5 separate regions of the Mus musculus genome follow, and all the other regions are linked to region 1. The links are chromatin contacts, called in public ChIA-PET and HiChIP or PLAC-seq maps. All regions are on one chromosome and are shown on one strand. Each heading gives the region's core, a stretch centred on a gene start, on an enhancer-like site or on the middle of the called end of the contact. The rest is flanking DNA. Distances are from core to core; before and after follow the strand shown.

Region 1 (2,843 bases), core at 244-2,743:
TAACTGTAGGGAAAAAGAAGTCACTTGCCCACCTAACATGCCAGCTATTGGAATTGTAAGAACTAACCCCACTCAGGCATCCCTTCTCTCAGTTATTTCAAAAGTAAAGCAGGAAGAAAGAAGAACCTGCCTTCCAACTGTATAGATACATGCAGCGTGTGGAAATGAAGCCACTCCAGGGCAAACGACCCCCAAGAGTTCTCCGGAAGATGGAATTCTTCCCAATTTTGTGTGTGTGTGTGTGTGTGTGTTTTCCTGTGATAAAACATCTTGATAAAAGCAACTTAGGGGCTAAGGAATTTAGTTGGTTCACAGTTCATTTATAGTTTATTCTTGTGGGGAAGTCAGGACACCTGAGGCATATATTACATCCATAGTCAAGACCACAGAGCAAGGAGTTTACGAATGCACCAGAGTGCTCAGCTTGCTCTCTCCATGCTCACAGAGTCCACCATTTCCTGTCTAGAGGACTGTCCCACTGGGATCAATCTATGCAGAATAATCCCTCACAGACACGTGCATAACTAACCTAGTCTAGACAATCCACATTAGGACTTCTTAGATTACACCTAGATTGTATTGAGTTGACAATGAGCGCTAGTTCCTCTAGGGTCATGAACTAGGTTCCAGCCACCTATTGGGAAGGAAAAAGGTAATGTGCCCCACAAAGTCTACTCCATCATCTTGGGTTCCTTTCTTTCAGTGAAGATTTCCAGAAAAAAAGGGGGGATGAAAAAATGACTTACTGGGGGAAATATGAAAAACACCCAGGATCATAATAAAAATCCTTTCCACCATGGGTTGAATCCAGTCAGAGCCTGTCCTTTTTCTTCCACCTCTTGCGATTTCTGAAACATCGTTTGAAGAAACATTTCATGACGGTCTTTCAAAATGTCAACCTATTTTGGAGTCGGCAAAGCCGACTTTCCTTTGTTCCGTGTTGTTAACGCAGAGCTATAATCTGAGAAGTTTTTACACAGAAACAATAAGAAAGCTGACAACTTTCATTTTAAGAAATCTTGAAAAGGTGGGGAATTATGTATATTGTATTATTAGTATGCTTTTACTCCTGTATATGTGAATATTAGCACTTCATACGTAAATAGAAACTTCAGGTCATAAGTAAAATGCACGGTCTCTCCTATGCAGGAAAAAAGGTCGTCAAAGCCATGAGGGGATTTAAAAGATCCACTCAGTCAATAATTAAAACAGTTTGCGTGTAGCTGGCAAATTTAGAAAGTGAAAGTTAAAAGCCATCAATCAATAGCATTCTGCAGATATGTTTTGTTTGGCTTTTACATGGGACTTTTTGAAAATGTGAACGCGAGTCCAGCCTTTTAAAATTAGACTTCATGTAAATACACATGTTTCTGGTTGTTCTAGAAACAACACAAAATCAGACTGCATTAGCCTTCCTTCCATCTTTCACAATAGTGGCATACAAGCCTTCCTATCCCCACCTCCACCCTGGGCCCTGCAGAATACCACAGCCCCTACCACTTCCTGTTATTGTACGTGCGCCTTTGCTTTTGGTGGTACCTACTTCTACAGCATGCCGGTAACCTCTACATGAGTTTTTTAATTAATGGAATTTCCTCACCACTGCCTTTCCACAGATAGGAACGCATCTCCCCGCTCCCCGCTCTTTCCTTTCTTTGTTTATTTGGGTATTTATTTACACCGAGACTGCTCAGACTGGTCTTGTTTATAAATAAAAATCTGGAACAAGAAGTATCGTTTTGCCTCGCAGTTAGTTGTGGAGACTCTGAAATCATGGCTTGTTTGAGATCTACCTGAGGTGACCTGGCGTAGCCACTGCAGACAGCTCTATGGGGATTCATCATATACTGTAAAAGCATACATTGTTTCCTTACAGTTACCATCTTGCTTTGTCTGGAAGTTGTTAAGGTCTTGAAGTTTCTGTAGACATTCACGAGCACGTTTTGAATAGGGCAGAAATCCCCATGTCTCCCTACTGTGGAAGGGCCCAGGGGAAGAATACATTTAGGACACCGATGACTCTTGAAATAGCCTGCTTATTCAGTAGTGCTGCATACTAGTTTGTATCTGAACATATCGTGGCCAGCATTAAATGCCAGACTTCTACCCTTCCAAAGTATTTCCCCTAATGTGCTTCCTGTCTCGGCGTAGGGAACTTCCGGTGTTCCGGTCAGCCAGGCCGTGTGCCTTGAAGCAGTTCAGCTAGTTTTATTTGTCAACTTTTATCACAACCTAGAATCATCTTGAAAAAGGGAAGCTCAACCGAGGAATTCCCAGATTTCAGTGGCCTGGGACCGTGTCTGTGACAGGTTGTCTTGGTTGTGGTTCATGAGGGAAAATCCAGGCTGCCATGCATCTAGGCTATATAGGGAAGTTAGCGAAGCGTGAGCCGGAGACAACTGTTTCTGCCTCAGTTACTGCTCGGGATCCTGTTGTCACTTCCTTCAGAGATGACCCATGACCTGGAAGTGTAAGCCAAATAAAACCCTTTCCTCCCCAGGTTACTTCCGGCCAGACTGTTTTATCGCAGCCACGGGAAATTGAGTAGAATGTGGTTGTTTATTCTCCTCTTGCTCTTATCCGTCCATCCCATCATCTACAAAACCTAATAACCTCACACTAAAAGAATTCTACCAACCACTCACTTCTCTTTATGGCTAATATCGCCATAATTAAAGGCAACGCTACAGCTCAACCGCATCATGAGAAATATCTTCTTACGTAGTCTCCATTGCTCCTTTTATTCCCAACATGGCTACCATGAGGATCCCTTCCAGATGACCTTTCAGGTGTTCCCTTCAGATGTCCCTTTTGGACAAACCTGTTGCACCACTTCTCAAAAT
Region 2 (2,843 bases), core at 128-2,627, 250 kb before region 1:
AGAAGAAAAGTTTAACTGAGGGGCTCTCGGGCCCCAGAGCATAAGTGACTTCATTTATCTAACAAATATGTCTGCTAAGACAACAGTCTTATCATTAAAAACTTAGTAAATTGCTGTCGATGGGATACGTACAAAGTAGCAAAGTCCATGTGTGCAAGCAGGTGTCTATCAAAGTATCAAAGTAACGTGGTGGTAAGACAAACAAAGTTGATCATGTGACCACACATGAAAGGCTAAAGAACGCTGAGCAGATATAAAACTCACTCATGGGAGAGAGAAAACAAAATCTTCCAAGGTGATAGAAATGTAAGAAATCTTACTGAGTTTAATGTTTAGTAACCAACAGTCACTATACTTTGGGAACAATTTCTAGGCCGTTTCATTTTAAAAAAATCAATGCTAATTCTCGTATTATTGTGCAGTGTTGTCTTGACCTGAAGGTCCTATCTAACAAAATAAAACAAATTTTTAAAAGAAGTTTGACTATTGGAAAGGAAAAGACAATTTTAAGTGGTATGATTGATCAACTACTTTGAAAATCTAATGTAATCAACTTATCTTTAATCACAATTAGAATTAACTTATGAAAGTCTATAATCAACATATGTCAAACATTAAAATCAGTCGCCTGCTAGATGTGGTATTACACATCTGTAATTCAGAATCCCAGCTCTCTCTCAGGAGGGCAAATCAGGATTGTGAATTTGAAGCCAGGCATTTTAGCAAGATCTGGTCTCAAAGCCCTTTCCCCCAAAGCTCCCAGCCCAAAAGCAAAGGGTCAAGAGCATACCCAAATGCCGACAGTAGTTGCTGTAAGGTTATAGGTCTGTAAAGTTGGCTACAACATTTTCCTTTGAGAAATGGACTCATCTGTATAGGAGAATGCCCCTTTGTGTTTCAACTACTACATAAATATGGTATGTGATAGTATACCATATATGATAATTATACTTTGGTGGCAGATTAATAAGAAGGGGTGTATCTTATCTGTCTTTGAAAAATCTCTGGGAATTGCAGATCAAGAAACCGAGGTCTAATGGAGAACATACATTATAAGAAGCTAAGGTCCACTAACTTATTGTTTTTTAATCACAGACTGGTTAAATATTTTAGATAGAAGCATCTCTCGGGTGGAAAGGCTAATTATTTTATTCCTATAAAATGCATCAATTGCTCTGCCATAAACATTTAGACTTCATTCTTCTTTCACTAGGACATATGGCAGTCTAATATTTTAGCCGAGCACAAGGCTCTATAGCCACAGGAGTGCGTGGAATATGACACACACTTGCTTTTGTTCTCAGAAGTGTTCAGTGTGCAATGCCTGAGGACAGGATGTGGATGTTGTTAAGTTATCGAGTTGAGACACAGTGTTGTTTCCCCAGTTACAGTATGATGACAGGCTCTAAGTCCCACCCACACCTCCACGAGGCAATCCTGCGTCTGATAGCATTCCCTCCCATGTTTGATGTGGCTTGTTTTATGTACTGATAAGAGAGTCAGGAACTTCTGTTGCACGGTCCCATAATTAACCTCATAGCAGAGGCAGTTGTCAGACTCAAGGAAACACAGATGCTCTGACAACATCACCGCTCACAAAAGCTGAAGTCTAATTCGTTATTCTACACAGACACCCAGCTCTGTGGTCCATCTGAGGATCTGGTAAAAGGGTGGATTTACAAATGTCAAGAGAGCTTCTGGTGTCAAATGGGAAACAACCCCACTGCCTACATGCTCTGCATCTTCCAGGTTGTTTCCATTCAGTGATCCTGAGAAGGGAGCTGTTTGGTTTCAAGTAGCCCCCCACTCCCACCCCTCATTCTCGACTCTGAGCTCCCAATGCCTTCTTTCCTCAATCAATCAGGCCATTGTAGCTTTAATAAAATGTTCCTTAATCCTCCCAGTCCTGAAGTATCCCAAGCCAAGTGTGATATTGTATATTTCCTGTCTTTCACCTTAGCAGGCTTTTCAGCAAATGTGCTTGGATTTGCAGCTCTTCTGTTCCAAGAATCCTAAAGGTTTGTATATGCTCCACTCATGGCCCTGCTGGGAATCTGTATTGCTCTCCTTTATTACAAAATGTTTTCCAATATAGCAGTACAAGCGGGGATACTCTTGGGTTTGAAGTTGAGCTTTTAATAAACTCCTCAAACAAATGGAAGCCCTCCAGTTTTGCCCCACCCCCACTATCTTCTCAAGTAGACTGACTGCTTGATGGTTACTCAGACAAGTATCCTATGAGTCTTCCTTGGTCCTTTTTCTTTTAAAGCTCATCTCAAGTTATTGGCAAATAGCCCCATGACCTAGCAAGTTCTCACCAACTCTGTAACGTCCTTGCTGGTCTGAGTCTCCACTGTGACTGTGCCATATCCCTACTGGTCTTGACCCTTCGGGCGCCTCTTCTCAAGACAGCCAGACTTAGCTGCTTTGGCATAGCAATGACTGATGTTCCTGAGGGAACAGTTTAAAGGAGATAGCTTCTTTTGTCTTATGGTTTCCAAGGGTTCAATCCATGATCTCTTGGTTCTGTGTGCTTGAGTAGAACCCTGTGGTGACAAGAGTCTGTGGGTGAAGGAGGCTGTTTGCCTCATGTCAGACAAGAAGAAGGGCTGATCCAAAAAGAAGTCAGGCATAAATAAGGGACCACATACTTGGAGATTCAGTTTCTCCAACTATGCCCAATCTACTAAAATTTCTAGAACCTTCCAAAATAATAGTATCTGTTCAGAACCAGTCCTCTAACACATGAGACTTAGGGGGACAGTTTCATATTGAAACCATGTCACAACTAACTGATATTTACGAATATAAACCTCATTGTTCACTGCTGTACTCAAGCCCTA
Region 3 (2,843 bases), core at 47-2,546, 200 kb after region 1:
CTCTCGCTCCTTCATTGGTGACCCTGTGCTCAGTCCAGGCTGTGAGCACCCACTCCTGTATTTGTCAGGCACTGGCAGAGCCTCACAGGAGACAGCTATATTAGGCTCCTGTCAGCAAGCACTTGTTGGCATCCACAATAGTGTCTGGGTTTGGTAACTGTATATGGGATGGATTCCCAGGTGGGGCAGTCACTGGATGAGGGCATGGGCTATTTTGTTGGCCACCTATGGTGTTCCAGCCAGGGTTCCAGCAAGCCTTGTGACATGGCTTCTTTGCCCTTGTCCTTGCTGATCTAGCAGGTCTATTGAGTTGCCCTCTGCCAAATCTTGTTCTGACCTGCTGCCTCGGATACCAGAAAAGAAAGCTCTAAGGCTAAGCACGCTCCCTCCCTCCCTCCTCCTCCCCGACACAGGCCAGATCCTTTAAGAACATATTGGGAAGAGGATTATTTAAAATTCCTTCTCTCAATGGGCTCTTGCATCTGAACACCTGTTCTCATTCCTTCTCTTCCAGAAGTCCCAGCTGGTTCCTCATTGCATACCCGGAACCCCCAGACAACCTCCTCTGGTGGGCTCAGACAAAAGGTTGAGGTGGACATGGCCATACTTCAGCCACCTTCTTGAAGGAGCGGAGGTGTGTCGCCCTTATCCAGACGTATACCTGGAGTTAATTCACAGAACCTATACTACATGCTCCCTTACAGATGCACTTCGTTTAGCTCACAGTTCTCGCGGTGGTCTAACTGCAGAAAGATCCAGACAGGGGACCATCTTCCCAGGGTTCTTATCCTGAGAAAACAATCCCATCTCTCCAAAATGTGCTCTCCCCACCCTGTGTGCAGCAATATCAAGTGTTGGAGCCCAACCCACAACCCTGAGGACCTAACTTTGACTCAGAGGCTATCCCCTCCCCTGGGCACGCGTCCTAGACTAAGGAAACTCCAAAGGGCTTTGGTGGAAGGTCAACAGAGGAGGGGGTCTCATTCCTTGCAGTAGTCTTACCCCAGTCACAGAATGTAGCCATGAGTGGGAGCTCTGGGAGCAGGTAAGCAGGGCTTTGGGATAGTTCTGTGTGGGGCCTACTTTTCATGTCAACTTGGCATAGGCTGGAGTCCTTTGGGAAGAGGCAACCTTTCAATTGAGAGAATTCCCCTACTGGATTGGCCAGATTTGCAAGTCTGTAGGGGCATTTTCTTGATTATAACTGATGTGGGAGGGCCCAGCCCATTGTGGAGAGTGCCACTCCAGGGTAGGTACTCCTAGATGGTATGAGAGAGCATGCTGAGTACGTCATGAGGAGGAAGCCAGGAAGCCTTGTTCTTCTGTGACCTTTACTTCATTCTTCACTTCCCTTGCTTCTGACCAAGTGTGAGCTGAGCGTTCTAAGCTGAAATAAACCTTAGCCACACCAAGTTGCTTTTGGTCATGGTGTTTTATCACAACAATAGAAACCTTAGCCAAGACACTTTTCTCCTAGTCATGTGACCTTGGTATTATATATATATATATATATATATATATATATATATATATATGCATATATATATATCTTAATTTGTTCCTGCCTTGTCTTTTTCTTTATCGTATGATGGCAATAGCATCCAGGCCTTAAAGAGTTAAAACATTCACAGAGCTGAAATTTGCAAAGAAGAAACAGCCATGGTTATATAGGGCTTTCTACCCGTTTGGACACTTCAATTATGTTCCCGTTAAGCTGGCAAACAGTTGTTGGTGCAGACATGAGGACATTTGTGGACATCATCAAAGAACAAGCACTATTTCCCAGAGACAGTACAATCTGGAAATAACTTTTCAAAATGAGTCATGAGGGAGTCTCAATGTGCAGTTAGCACAGGAAGTTCCCCCAGCAATGTGAAATCTACAACTCTCTGTGAGGTGTGAAGAGATTCTCTTGTTATCTCTGCATTTTGTCTGAAGGCCCCAAAGAGAAAACACTGAATAGTAATTTCTTCCCTCCCCAGCGGGCTACAAAGACCGGCTGGATAGGAACCTGTGGTGGTTTGAATATGCTTTGCCCAGGGAATGGCACTATTAAGAGGTGTGGCCTTGTTGGAGGAAGTGTGTCACTGGGGGAGTGGGCTTTGAGACCCTCCTCTGAAGTGGAAGTTTCTGGTTGTGTCATGTGATGCAAACTCATGTGGTGTTATGCTGAGGCAGGACACATGGAAAGACATGATGTTTGGAGAGAGTATAAATAGGACTCAGCAGATTGCGATGGGGTGCTTGCATAGCTGGCCTTGCGATGCTTCATTGGTCTTGCGTCTTTGCTTTGATAAGAGAGGCACAGCAAAGAACTTCTCCTGGCATTATGGCTGGTTCTGGTCACTCCCACTGACTCGATGCTGCTATGGCAGAAGCCTGGTTCCTGCCACCACTGCTGATTTCAGTTTGGTGTCTTAACATCACTGAACTGGACTGCTGGTACCCAGACAATGGAGATTGGACACATCCCCAAAGAACTACTTCTAGACAGGTCCACATCCCCCTGTCCTGTTTACCATCTCTTCTCCCCTATGTTTGGATGGTGGGCTAGAAGAGGGGTTGAAGCATTTGAGAACCCCTAGTAAAATAGGTTTTGAAAAATCTAAGCCTACATTCCTCTCAGCTGCCTGGAAGACAGTCTTCTCTTAGCTGCCTTCTGATCAAGATGCAAAATTCTCAGCTCCTCACCATGTCTGCCTGGACGTACCTGGATGCTGCCATACTTCCTGACATGATCATAATGTACTGAACCTCTGGTTTTGTTTGTTTGTTTTTGTTTTTTGTTTTGGGGTTTTGTTGTTGTTGTTTTGTTTTTTTGGAGACAGGGTTTCTCTGTGTAG
Region 4 (2,843 bases), core at 99-2,598, 160 kb after region 1:
TGAGACACTGAATTTTTCCTCCTCTCTGTGTACCTCCATGGCCTTGTCCTCTCTGCCTGCAGGTGTTCCCTGCATAGCAATCTAGTCCTGTCCTCCTATCTCCCCTCCCCATCTCAGGTCTCAGACACAAGTCCCACATCTGGTTGGGCGGGCGCCCCTTCCAGGAGCGCAGTCCCTCCCTCTTGCAAGCACTCATTGCTGGCAGCCGGTGCCTCTAAGCTCTTCAGAGGTGAGCCCAGGCAATGGCTGCTCCTTTTTGTTACAGTAGTCGTCAGCAATTCTTGATCTTGGTAGAGATATATCTGTGGGCTAAATCAAAGGACACATAGGGCAGGGTCCCCAGTATTAGCATCTGGCTGACCTACCAAATAAACCAAGACTCCAGGGGCCTTCTGCTTCTGGAAGACTCGAGGCAACAAAGTCTTACCTGTTTGAAACAAATGGTAAGAAGTCTCAAATGAATTGGCACATTGTAGGATTTTGAAGAAGTTTTGATACATTCAAGAAACACTAAAAACACCCACCTGCCCACCCCCTTTCCTGTCTGAACTATGGCTTTGAACTCAGTAGGTAATCATTTTTCTTTAAATAATATTAAAGTCAGTTTAAATGTGACAGGCGTCTTTTCACAAGCACTCCAAGCACCAGCAAGGAATGGATGGACCCGGACAGACCCTTAGGTTCAGTCTTTGCTTGAGGCAGTGAGGCTCTCTAGAAGAGATTCGGCAATGGTAAACCTACTCCCCCACCCTGAGGGAGGGGTTTATAAGTCACCTAAATCAGGACTCCAAAGGTCCTCATAAGTATGGCAGCAAATGCCTAAGATGTGGGGAGGAAGGGAGGTCTCTGAACACTGCGTCCTTTGTCATGCAAGTAGAGCCAACGTTCTGAACAGAAATTGTAGATACTAGCAGACTATCTTTAGAAACAGGAAGTCAGGAACAGCCTATAAATATCTTCCCCTTCCTTCCTGAAGATCACATATACATTTTTTTTTTAAGATCCAGAAAAAACAAACAAACAAAACAAAACAAAAAAGATTTAGAAATAAAGAAAGTGCCTTAGTCTGGCTACTTCCTTTCTAGATTTTTCTAAAACTTTAAAATGTGTTGTGAGGGGAAGAGTACCACTTCAGCTTTTGACTGTTTGTGAGTGTCAGCCCTTTAAAAATGGCTTTCTTCTTTTTAAAACATTTAGTATATTGAGGGAAATCATGACTTGGGGGTTGATAAAAGAGCCCTAGTTACTGCTAGAAAGCAGTGGGGCCCTCAGCTGCGGGGTGTTCAGCAACTCTCCAGCTGGATTAGGCACTGTTGTCTCACCATTGTCCCAGTTGTGTCGGAGTGAGCCTCAGGGACACGTGACATATGCTCTGACCTCAGCCCTTGCTGACACAGACAGTCTTAACAATACCACTCCAACAGACCCACGCCAGGCTGCTCTTCTTTCCAGCTCTAGGTGTGTCTGGTGGGAAAATGATTCAGAGAGGCAGACACAAAATGTCTGTGGGTCCCAGAATCACTGTGAGGAATATTTTCCTAGGATCACCATGGGAGAGAGGGAAGCTGGGAGAATGGTTCAGATACCCATTCTACTTTCAGCCCAGCCCTTCTTCTTTGCCTCAGGAAAGGGCAACTTTTCCTTTCTTTTGTCTCTTTCTTCTAGATGCTAACTCCTCAGCCACTGGTCCTCACCCTCCCTAATGCTGCAACCCTTTAATACAGTTCCTCATGCTGTGGGGACCCCTCACCCCGACCATAAAAATGATTTTCCTTGCTACTTCATAACTGTAATTTTGCTACTGTTATGAATCGTAATGTAATATCAGTGTTGAGTTTGGTCTGTTGTTATGTATTGTAATGCTAAATTCTGTGCCCAAATGTCTGGACCCTAGAGTTGACAAGCTTTTGTTGTGCAAACCTTATTCTTTGATTTAAAACTACTGGTTAAATAAAATTGGTTGAATCCAATTACTGGAGGGATTCAAGGTAGATGGGTTTTGAGTAACCTGGTTGGCAGTGGAGAAGGAGGGGGTGGGGACCAGGAGGAGAAGGAGGAGGGATGAGGGGAGAAGAGGAAGCCTCCAAGAGAAGAGATGGACCGTGAGCATGTGGCCAGGAGAAACAGCAAGTATCTGGGGTTATACCCCTGGGAAGGTAGCCAGGCCAGCAGTCAAAAGAGTAGATTAAGGGTGACCCCCAGTAATTATCAACGCCAAGTAAAATAACCATAGTCGGAGTCTCATTTATTTGTGAGCTAGTTGGGGATAAGCATAACGTGGTTGTACTACACATCTGAAATGCAGCATATCTGACATGTGACCCCTGTGAAAGGGTTGTTAGACACTCCCCCCCCCAAGGGATTTCAACCCATAGATTGAGAGCCACTGCCTTAAGTGTGCCTATGTCTGTGTACATGCTGTGTATAGGTGTGTGAGCACACATGCAAACACACACACACACACACACACACACACACACACACACACACACACCATGGTACTTTGGACTTCCATGCTCTTTCTAAAGCCCCCTCCCACTCAAATGTCAGGCCTTGCCCACCCCCACCTCCTTTTCACCGACATTCTCCAGGCAGCTGCTGGGATTTACAGCTGCCCACCCTGGGGCTTTTTAAAAAACACTAATAACACTAGCCTTGAGCTTCGTTCAATTCTTTCATTGAAACTAAGAACCCCAAGGGGGAACCCTGATTTCCCAATATCATCTAAGAAACACAAAGAACTCCTGAAAACCCCCAGTAACTGTTACAACCATTCTAACACATGAAAGACTTGTACAAATGGCATTTTTACCATTTTCTTGGTTAAAAACTGTCTAGAGAGA
Region 5 (2,843 bases), core at 141-2,640, 130 kb after region 1:
GGGATGAAGTAAAGGCAGCCACTCTCCAGATCAATGTGAGGCATAAAGACAGAAATACCTGTGAAATATGCAAGGCAGACTGGCATACAGCACATGCCTCATGCAATCTGGGTCCACTTATCAGTCCTTGTAGTGGGATGAGGGGGTATCGCTTCTTGGCAATGTATTTGCATACTCTGGGAGAATCCCTGGTTATATCACCAGCACCAAAATCCAACCAAACAACAACAACAAAACCAAGCAGTGATCAATCCTATAATTCAAGATCAGTCACCTGGTTCAGGCAACAACTACCCGGACACGGCTTCCCACTAAAGACACAAGAAGTGTCACACAAAGACAAATACATATGGGTGCACACACATACAAGTACACACATAGAAGTACACAAGAACTGGAGCCACTGTTGGGACACAAGGCTGTTTTCCCATTGACAGCTCTCTGAAAAATCTCCTGACCTTGATCAGTCTCTGGTCCCCACCAGGAGTTACAGCTAAGGACACCTAGGAGTTCCGGCCTCTCAAAAACACTCTTCTGGGCGGGCCTCTGCTAAGAAGCCCTGAGTGACCTGGACAGAAACCCTGAGTGTCCTTGCAAAAGCCTAAGTGTTTCTCCTGCCCTCTCCCAGGTGAGTCTGGTGTGGGAGGGACCCTGGCAGTCTTCCAAGCCTTTGGTGGCCTCTCCTGTCCCCCTGTGTGTGGAAACCCAAAGGGCTGGCCAAATCAGGATTGGTTTTTCTCCCCCTCAGTTTGCTAAACCCAGCTCGGGATAAACGTCCTCCCTAGCTCAATGCGCTCCGCACCTGTCAGTGTTTGTTTTTAACTGACAGTGTTGATTTAGCGTTAGGCCCAGTGGGGGATGTGGTTACAGGCTATGGGGAGGATTCGGAGTTGCTGTGTGTACAAGAGAAAATGCCAAGTTAGGTAATGAAAACTGAACGGCCCCGGTGCTCCCGCTTATAAATACCTATCAAAATCAGGAAAAGTACAACAAAACCAACACAAAGCATGTCCCTTTCTGAAGCATGTTCCCTCCTCTTAACCCTCTAGAAGAGCAGGAGGACAGACTGGAATCTCTAAAAAGCTCAGGTACTGGGACGTCTGTTCCATTCATATTTCCAACGCTCCTGTGCCTCTGTTCCCTCTTCTGTTCCCAGTTCTCCCTAATTCCCAGCGGGAAGGATTGGAAGGGACTGTTGGCTTTGCACCTGTCTGGTACCCCAACCCTAAAGAGTAGTCCCTTTTTATTGCTGAGTGAAAACCATGCACCCCACTGGGGAAACACTGAGAGAGAAGGCGTGGGAGAGCAAGCTGGACACAGCCCTGGGAGCACGTACGGAGACAAGCGTAAGCAAGCGGGTTGTAAACACAAGTCAGGATCCAGAGTCTTCATAAAGGAGGAGACTCTGGAACTGAGTGTTGAGTAATGAACTGGGGTTTGCCAAGGGCAGATGGGGATATGCAGAGTTCTGCAGGCAGAAGGAAGGGAGGCAACACAGGCTGGGTTAAAATGCAACAGGGAGTGTCCAGAGAGGATCCAGGGGGAGCTCTCCAGGAAGAGCCTCCAGGGAACCTAGACTGTAAGGAAAGGCAGGTGCCCTCTCTCTCTTTCTTGGTCTAGTCTCTGTCTCTGACTCTTTGTGTCTCTGTCTCCCTCTTGTCTGTCTCTCTGTATGTATGTATAAAAGAGACGAAGTCAATGTCAGTAGATAGACTGACATTGCATATTAACCATGTGACGTGAGTAGAAATGCAAAGGAGTTTTGAGATCACCCTGCAAACACGCAAAGAGTAAGTGCTATTAGGTACTTGGTGCCATCAGGTACTTGGTGCTATGGTTACTTGGCCCTATCGGGTACATGGTATTGTGAATATTTGCTGCTATCAGGTACTTGGTGCTGTGGGTATTTGGTGCTATCAAGTGCTATCAGGTACTTGGTCCTATGGGGTACTTGGTGCTATCGGTACTTGATGCTGTGGGTACTTGGTGCTATCAGGTTCTTGGTGCTGTGGGTACTTAGTGCTATCAGATACTTGGTGCTGTGGGTATTTGGTGCTATCAAGAAAATCTCATCCAGAATAGAGATATATGGAAATGATTAGGAGACTTCACTTGTCCTTTACATTGTTAGAAAACCTATGTGTGAGTGAATGGTCCTGATTCCTGGCTTGCTGCTTATGACAGTCCTTGGGGCTTCAAGTCCTGCATTTCCAGGCTTCTGGCTTTGACTTGCTGGCTTATTGTTAGAACTCCCTCCATTTGGACACTGCACATGGGTAGGCTGTCCACTGGAAAGCTCTCCAAGTTAGTTCGCACTGTCCTTTTAGCTTTACTAACACTCTTCTCTCCAATTATGACTTTTTCCTTTGCCTTTCCTCGCTGCCTTTGATCCTCATCTGGCAAGCAAAGTTTATATCATGAATATTTTATAACTCTGCAGTTCCAGCATAGACAAGGCCATTAATAGCCGAGTGACTTAAAAGATTGCCCCCCCAACACCCCATACTTAGTCCATGACTGGCACAGAGCAGGCGGGCAATCAGTAGAATGCACTTTAGCCATCGAAGGAGATTGGCCATAGGTCACTTAGTCTTTAATGGTCAGGAGTAGGTCTATCTTGTTTTTCCAGAACTTTCCCCATTTTCCACAATGAGGAATTGAAGACAGAAAGAGTTCAGCAGAGCAAGGGAACGGTCTTTCCCTTTTGTTATCGAAAGCCTTTGCTCTAGAATAGTAGAAGGGACCATCTGATTTGTACTTCACAGAGAAGGTGGGGTTCCTAATAATTTCAAGATCCAGACACACAGAGATGCTCAGACAGACAGGCACAGATAGGCACAGAC

The links. ChIA-PET counts read pairs in DNA pulled down with a chosen protein or histone mark. HiChIP or PLAC-seq counts read pairs in DNA pulled down with a chosen protein or histone mark.
Region 2: a Foxp3 HiChIP or PLAC-seq map of regulatory T cells shows a contact between it and region 1, with 3 times the contacts expected there. The contact joins two enhancer-like sites. A contact is called at or near these places in 3 of 484 Hi-C or Micro-C datasets (myocytes, rod photoreceptor and uterus) and 6 of 115 datasets of contacts at active chromatin or transcription factors (bone marrow-derived macrophages, embryonic forebrain, embryonic limb bud and 3 more).
Region 3: an RNA polymerase II ChIA-PET map of effector CD8 T cells shows a contact between it and region 1, with 8 read pairs. The contact joins two enhancer-like sites. A contact is called at or near these places in 3 of 39 promoter capture datasets (the HPC-7 cell line, maxillary cranial neural crest and trophoblast stem cells), 11 of 484 Hi-C or Micro-C datasets (3T3-L1-derived adipocytes, the G1E-ER4 cell line, beige adipocytes and 7 more), 8 of 115 datasets of contacts at active chromatin or transcription factors (effector CD8 T cells, embryonic hindbrain, embryonic midbrain and 5 more) and 2 of 9 other capture datasets (adipose tissue and liver).
Region 4: an H3K27ac HiChIP or PLAC-seq map of double positive thymocytes shows a contact between it and region 1, with 2.7 times the contacts expected there. The contact joins two enhancer-like sites. A contact is called at or near these places in 3 of 39 promoter capture datasets (neural stem cells, second pharyngeal arch cranial neural crest and trophoblast stem cells), 1 of 15 datasets of contacts at CTCF or cohesin (the NIH/3T3 cell line), 14 of 484 Hi-C or Micro-C datasets (B cells, CD4 T cells, LSK cells and 10 more), 13 of 115 datasets of contacts at active chromatin or transcription factors (the NIH/3T3 cell line, astrocytes, a beta-TC-6 cell line and 10 more) and 1 of 9 other capture datasets (adipose tissue).
Region 5: a contact with region 1 is called in an H3K27ac HiChIP or PLAC-seq map of double positive thymocytes, with 5 read pairs. The contact joins two enhancer-like sites. A contact is called at or near these places in 5 of 484 Hi-C or Micro-C datasets (CD4 T cells, cerebral cortex, effector CD8 T cells and 2 more), 7 of 115 datasets of contacts at active chromatin or transcription factors (CD8 T cells, the NIH/3T3 cell line, T-cell acute lymphoblastic leukemia and 4 more) and 1 of 9 other capture datasets (adipose tissue).

What each region holds. Positions count from the first base shown.
Region 1 is chr10:118,881,213-118,884,055 of GRCm38.p6, forward strand. It overlaps Gm40777 (a long non-coding RNA gene), which reads left to right. Exons shown (of 3, transcript XR_872090.1): 3 at 1-1,129. It also overlaps a transcript of Dyrk2 not described here and the pseudogene Gm26976. Among named protein-coding and RNA genes, the nearest start is that of Gm40777, 11 kb to the left of the region's middle. Within about 2 kb of position 1,494, at least 117 of the 459 cell types and tissues checked have an H3K27ac peak or open chromatin away from gene starts, as enhancers often do. A contact at or near this core is called in CD8 T cells, adipose tissue, double positive thymocytes and 4 more, where this site is marked.
Region 2 is chr10:118,632,219-118,635,061 of GRCm38.p6, forward strand. No RefSeq gene overlaps it. Among named protein-coding and RNA genes, the nearest start is that of Ifngas1, 77 kb to the left of the region's middle. Within about 2 kb of position 1,378, at least 41 of the 459 cell types and tissues checked have an H3K27ac peak or open chromatin away from gene starts, as enhancers often do. A contact at or near this core is called in regulatory T cells, where this site is marked.
Region 3 is chr10:119,081,750-119,084,592 of GRCm38.p6, forward strand. No RefSeq gene overlaps it. Among named protein-coding and RNA genes, the nearest start is that of Gm33861, 6.9 kb to the left of the region's middle. Within about 2 kb of position 1,297, at least 14 of the 459 cell types and tissues checked have an H3K27ac peak or open chromatin away from gene starts, as enhancers often do. A contact at or near this core is called in effector CD8 T cells, memory CD8 T cells and rod photoreceptor, where this site is marked.
Region 4 is chr10:119,039,038-119,041,880 of GRCm38.p6, forward strand. All of the region lies in intron 3 of Gm33677 (predicted gene, 33677), which reads right to left. Among named protein-coding and RNA genes, the nearest start is that of Gm33677, 10 kb to the right of the region's middle. Within about 2 kb of position 1,349, at least 40 of the 459 cell types and tissues checked have an H3K27ac peak or open chromatin away from gene starts, as enhancers often do. A contact at or near this core is called in adipose tissue, double positive thymocytes and regulatory T cells, where this site is marked.
Region 5 is chr10:119,010,346-119,013,188 of GRCm38.p6, forward strand. No RefSeq gene overlaps it. Among named protein-coding and RNA genes, the nearest start is that of Gm33624, 4.5 kb to the left of the region's middle. Within about 2 kb of position 1,391, at least 64 of the 459 cell types and tissues checked have an H3K27ac peak or open chromatin away from gene starts, as enhancers often do. A contact at or near this core is called in CD8 T cells and double positive thymocytes, where this site is marked.